Linked DNA regions of Mus musculus: region 2 is linked to region 1. A link is a contact called in public HiChIP or PLAC-seq data. All regions are on one chromosome and are shown on one strand. The core of a region is the stretch at or near the end of the contact, and the rest is flanking DNA. Distances in the headings are between cores, read along the strand shown. Region 1 overlaps Ahcyl2 (S-adenosylhomocysteine hydrolase-like 2). Region 2 has its middle 18 kb from the start of Gm40359.

Evidence for each region. HiChIP or PLAC-seq counts read pairs in DNA pulled down with a chosen protein or histone mark.
Region 2: a contact with region 1 is called in a FOXA1 HiChIP or PLAC-seq map of pancreatic cancer cells. The contact joins two enhancer-like sites. A contact is called at or near these places in 1 of 484 Hi-C or Micro-C datasets (cranial neural crest), 1 of 115 datasets of contacts at active chromatin or transcription factors (pancreatic cancer cells) and 1 of 9 other capture datasets (macrophages).

Annotation. Positions count from the first base shown.
Region 1 is chr6:29,847,389-29,850,503 of GRCm38.p6, reverse strand. The region is part of intron 1 of Ahcyl2 (S-adenosylhomocysteine hydrolase-like 2); the gene reads right to left. Among named protein-coding and RNA genes, the nearest start is that of Strip2, 68 kb to the left of the region's middle. Within about 2 kb of position 1,478, at least 82 of the 459 cell types and tissues checked have an H3K27ac peak or open chromatin away from gene starts, as enhancers often do. A contact at or near this core is called in pancreatic cancer cells, where this site is marked.
Region 2 is chr6:31,031,435-31,034,549 of GRCm38.p6, reverse strand. No RefSeq gene overlaps it. Among named protein-coding and RNA genes, the nearest start is that of Gm40359, 18 kb to the right of the region's middle. Within about 2 kb of position 1,424, at least 54 of the 459 cell types and tissues checked have an H3K27ac peak or open chromatin away from gene starts, as enhancers often do. A contact at or near this core is called in pancreatic cancer cells, where this site is marked.

The sequences.
Region 1 (3,115 bases), core at 229-2,728:
TGACTATACTACAACAGCATTTAGGTGAGGGGCTAGCAAGCTCAACAAACTAGACTAACTCTAGAAGCCATCTATATCACAACTCAAGAAGCTTGCTTTAATTCCAAAAACAGCTAAACATCCTGTATGCCAGCTGTGTTCCTACCAGTGGTGACTTCACAGAACAATCACAACCTCTGAGGCTATGCCAAATAACCCAAAGTCAGAGCAAGCACATGCTCACAGTGGAAAAGGCATCAAGGTAGGACTTCTGGAGGTCAAAGTCAGAAAGCACACACATAGAGAAGTCACTATGTGTACAAGCTTCAAGCATTTGGAACCTAGAGCCACAAGGCACAGGGCAATGAATTAGAAAATCCTCGAAGATTGTTCCTGTGACTTCCTATGTCTTGGGCAAATCACCTGATGACTCTCATGACAAACTGAGGGGAAAAGTGGACTATGAAAAGATCCAAACATTCAAGCCCAACATTCAGTATTTCTGATCCACTTAGTGTCTCTGAGGCCATAAGAAAATGCAGTCATGATTCTTTAGTCACAGAAGCTATTGGTTATTAAAGGCTAAAGTTCCTAGCCACCTGGGTTCAAAGATCAATCTACTTAGTTATGAGGTTGGTTTGAATTGGTAGGCCTCAGATGTCCCATACCTGGTTATGGTTTGGATGTGTCGAAGACTTGGTGACCAGATTGTGGTGACCAGCAAAGTGCTCATATGACCATGGATGAAAATCTGAAACCATGACACAAAATGACCTTCTCCTTTATAAGCTGTTTGTGTCAAACATCTTGTCAGAACAGGATGCTACCACGCCTCCTCAAGCTTGAAATGCCAATGATAGCAGGACTTGAGCCCTCCCTCCCGTCTCCCATCCTCACTCATGGGAGGACTCTCACCTCTCAGTTTCCTCATGTTCTGAAACTGGTGAAGATTTAACAGGCTTTAGGTTAGCTCCAACACTTTCTGGGCTATCATCAGGCAAACCAAATACTTTTTAAAGCCTTTGTTACCTCATCTGTTAAAACATGATAACAATACTATTCTTATAACGTTGGTTTTTAAAAAGGTTTTATGTGTGTGAGTATTTGCTTGTATATATGTACATGCACTGTATGTGTCCAGTGCCCGGGGAAGCCAGGGAGGGCAGCAGATCCCCTAGAACTAGAATTATAGATGGCGTAAGCTGCCATCTTGGTAGTGGGAACCAAACCTGGGTACTTAAAGGAGTAAGTGCTCTTAACTGTTGAGCCATTGTTCTAGGCCTTATATTTTTAAAATAAAGATTAATATGCATGTTTACATAAACCCAGTACCAGGAAGCTACACTGGCCTTAACCAGGTATAGCAGAGTAGCATTAGACTGCCTGGCCAAGCCTCTCCACTCACTGTGTAACTTGAACAATTACCTAGTCTCCTTGTGCCTATTTACTCCTCTGTTAAAGGGAAGTTTTGAGAGGATCAAGTAAGTTAATAAGTAAACAGCAGAGTAGGGCACAGGGGCGATGACTCACTGGGTAGTGAGCTTCCTGCCAAGCCTCACAACCTCAGCTCAATGTCTGTAATCCAAATATCCAAACGGTGCAAGGAGAGGACCCACCCCGGGAAGCTGTCCTCTGACCTCCATACAAGTACCACTGCACATATTTTACACACACACACAAACACACACACACACACTCACACACCCCAAACAAACAAACAAAATGATAAATGAAAACAAAACAAAAAAGCAGAACCAGACGTAGTGACCCACATCAGTAATCCCACAGTCAGGAGGCAGGGCTGGAGAATATGGCTAGGCTATATGAAACCTTGTATTAAAACAAATAAAAATGGTAAAAAGTACTCAAAAGAGCAAGGACAGCTGGATGCTCCTAGGGCGGTATGAACTTTACTATTATTGCTATTATTCCACCTGTGGAGGCCCACAGAGATGCTGAATTCACTTACATATACACGACTGTCAGTACCTTCTTTATTTTAAATCTCATCAAATCACTTTCTTCTTTATAATGCTCCAAAACTGCCTTACTTTACTCAAAACGAAGTCCCAAGGAGCATTATAAAGGAGCATGCCCGAAGCTCACTCGCCTGGTCGCAGCAGTACAGCAGCAAGACACAAGAGGATTCTTGTCTCAAAACAAACATAGAAGGCAAGAACTGAGTTTGGAAAGTTGTTCTTTGACCTCCCCACACATGCTATGGCAAGCATATATATGTGTGCACTCACATACCATACACATACACAAATAAAAAGGTTAAACATAGACTCAAGTCCACAAATTACTAAATAACCCCTGTCATAGTCCACATTAATATGGATATGGCAGTTGGTCATATTTGCTTATTTCCACACTAGAGTTTAAGCTCTCCCTGAGATTAGCGTCTTATTCCTGTATTTCAGGTGGTTAACGCTTACAAGACAAACAGTGAATGCAAGCTGCTGAGAGAAGATGATTCTAGGACAGGGACCTCAGAGGGAAGGAGAAGGAAAGGAGACAGGTGTGAGGAAGAAGTGACAAGGCAAACAGAAACAGGCATAACCAAGCTGTGACCAGGGAGGCAGCTGTGTACCCTCCTGCCACTTACTAATCCAACCAGGTCTCTCAGATAAGCAATTAAGCCGTTAGAGACTGCAGTACACTTGAGCACCCAGCTACTGTATTCCCTTCCTGTTACGTCTTTTAACCTGGGAGTGGAGTGTGGACTTAAACCCACAATTCTCCTGACATAGCAAATTCAGACATACTTAGGTCAGGGTTCAGTCCGCCTCAAACCTGCCTCCAAGAAAAGTCAAGGTTTATCTTAAAACTTCTGAAACCCTAAAAAAAACAGAATGAGAAAGAATTTACATTCAGCATTCTTATGGGATTGGGCACTGAAAGTGGCAGGTAAAAATACTGAAGTGTGTGGTTATTAAATGTCAAATGCATAGTTTTTACTATAGTCTTTCCTTTTAAATAAACTTTCTAGAAACATAATTTATCTACATAAAAAGTACACTGGCACACACGTTTAATCTCAGCTCTCAGGAGGCAGAGGCAGGCAGATCTCACAAGTTCAAGGTCAGCCTGGTCTACAAACTGAGTCCAAGACAGCCAGGGCTACACAGAGAAA
Region 2 (3,115 bases), core at 175-2,674, 1.2 Mb before region 1:
TCATAGAGGAAACCAAGTAAAGGTGTATATTACAGAAACCCCCATTTGTGGAATTATATAACTCTAACTATAAAATTTAAAAATTAAGCCATGGAACCTGGCATGGTGGAGCATACCTTTATAATCCCAGCACTCGGGAGGCGGAGGCAGGTGGAGTTCTGAGTTTGAGGCCAGCTTGGTCTACAAAATGAGTTCCTGGACAGCCAGGGCTATACAGAGAAACCCTGTCTCAAAAAAAAAAAAAAAAAAAAAATTAAGCCATGGAAGACAGACTATAGATTGTGTAAAAATGTATGCTTGATAGATAGATAGATCTGAACTAATTAAAGATTTCAATCAGAACTGAATTTACAGAGTGTATGCAAATTAGTAAAAGATAATCCAAATTAAAATACTCAAGCTATTTGGGAAACACTTGATAACGAGGATGGGGCGGTCAGTAAATACCTGAGAAGGCACTCGGTCTCATTATTCATCAGGGAGTTATGAGAAAAAACCACAGACAGGATACCACTTCACACCCCTTCGGATGCTGTTAAAAATAAAATAACCAGTTCACTCATTAACCACTGAGTCAGGGTTGAAACTGAGACCACTTTGGAAAATGTTTCAATAATTACCTTCTATAGGATGGAGGAATTCCACAGCACATCCCCAAGAGAAATGGAAGTCCATCTTCCGAAAATTACTTAGGCACATATTTATATATATTTATTCATAATAAACAAAGTCTAGAAATAACGAAATGTTCATCAGGCAAATAAGGAAACAGTGATATACTACTCCCCAGGGAGGTGGACCGGATTGGAAAGTTAAAGCAGGTTCTTGTTGTGCACAGCACAAATTAGTTATATATGGGGACAGTAGTTAAGTTTTTGTTTTTTTTTCTTTTGGTTTTATTATTATTTTTTTTAATCTTCAGTAGTCTTTGATGCAGCTTATATGAAGATAATTGTTGTTCTGTTAACTGAATACCACTCTGTAATTGAAAAAAGAAAGGAAGGAAGGGGGAGAGAGAGAGAGAGAGAGAGAGAGAGAGAGAGAGAGAGAGAGAGAGAGACACGGATTGCTGGTGTATACCACAGCATAGATAAGTCTTCAAAGGACATATTAGTCAGTTATCCAGAAAGGTGGGAAGAGACGTTGTATACATACGAATAGTTATAGATAACAGATAGGTAACTGACAGGAGTTGGAGAAAAGATGGGTGGGTGAGTCGATGTGATGTAGCTGATGTGGGTACAGACATAAAGAGAAAGCCAGAATTGGCTCATATAATGGCGACCGAGATGATATGTTGCCATATCCTCTGGTGGCCACAAGATGGCGACGTAGAGCTGCTGGCTCTAACTCAGCCTGAATCCAAAGGCTTGGAAAGCTGGGTGGGGGTGGGTAGCGTTGGCGCTGTAAGCCCTGGAGATGGCAGACCCAGGGAAAGGAAGCAGAGGCTGGCCTAGCTGAGAAAAAGAGGCAGCCTACCTCTGCACTTTTGTCCTATGTAAGCCTCAGGCCTGGATGACATCCACTACAACGGTGAGGACAGATCCCACCTACAGATCAAACTCAGTCGACCAATTTGATACTAATCTCTTGTAGGAATATCCTCATAGGCCCAGAGATCTTGTTTATGCTTTGGCCTGCCTTAACATAGTCAACCTGGCCTGTGAAATTACTGCCGTGTACAAGATAAATCAAGAAATCGGTCACAAACAGGGCTCACCCTGTGTAAGTCCTTTCCTACGAAGTTCACATGTAGGTAAGCTAATCTCTGGTGATGAAAATCAGAACAACTTCCGTGTGTGGGGAGAATTTACTAGAAAGTAGCACAAAGAAATTTTGGAAGATGATGAAAATATGTTCTATGTTGATTTGAGAGCTGTTTCATAGGTTGACACATTTGTCAAAAGTTATCAGTGTGTGTGTATATATATATATATATATATATATATACATGTCTGCATACTTCTTTGCATAAGCTCATTAAATCGGAATTTTAGGGCAGAGCAGATGGCTCTGTGTGTGAAAAGGACTTTGGTGCACAAATGTGAGGACCCGAGCTTAGATTGAGAAAGTCCATGAAACACTGGTACCATAGCACATCTACCGCAGGTGTGCCTCCTTTAAGATGGGAAGTGGAGACAGGAGAATCCTGGGATGCTCCAGCCAGCTAGCCTGGTGGATGAAAGCTGAGAACAGCTGATACTGTCCTGACCTCTACCCGCCCAGTGTGACACAGACATCTCTCTCTCTCTCTCTCTCTTTCTCTCTCTCTTTCTCTCTCTCTCTGCCTGCCTGTCTGTCTCCCCCACCCCCACCCCACACACACATTTAGAAAAAGTGTTTTTAAAGTAATTTTTGGAATTGAATCTTAAATTCGATCACAAATATTATTACATTAATTCTTATTTCTATAATTCTTCTGCATGGTTATCAGTGAAGCCACATGTAACCAGGGGTATATGTACCCAGGTCTTCTAAAGCTTGAGTGTAATTTTAAAGGCTTATTGTGATCAATAGGACCTAATTCACAAATGTAAATTAGGTGAGAATATGATTTAAAATTATAAACATTATCATAATATTTTTGAAGAAGCTGACAAATATCACCAGCATTGCCCTTAAAAAAATTCTGGCTTAAGCCCTGTTTTTCCTGTGTTTTGGCCACATGACATTTGATCACTGGTTCATATAACAGCAACTTTATAGTGTTTTCTCCAGAAAGATAACTCACTCTTCTGGTATAGCTAGTACAATTTTCGTTGTTTTTGAGCCAAGAGTCTCACTGTGTGTAGCCCTGGCTGGCCTGGAACTCACTACAAAGACTAAGCTCGTGATTCCCCTGCCTCCGACTTCTGGATGCTCAGATCATAGGTGCACACCACCTCACCCAGCTGGAAAAAACTGTTTTATGATTCCTTGTTGGACTGCATAAGAGGAACAACTTTGCCCACAGGAACCGTTGTGAGCGTGCTATGGGCCCTGTAGAAATTCTTTCATGGGATTCCTATACAAGTGCACAGTAGTATTTACAATTGCGTGTGCTACATTATGGAGTCTGATAAAGGAGCCCTTTTATTTTGGTTAGATATGTCGCATCCTGAGCTTCCCATTGTCT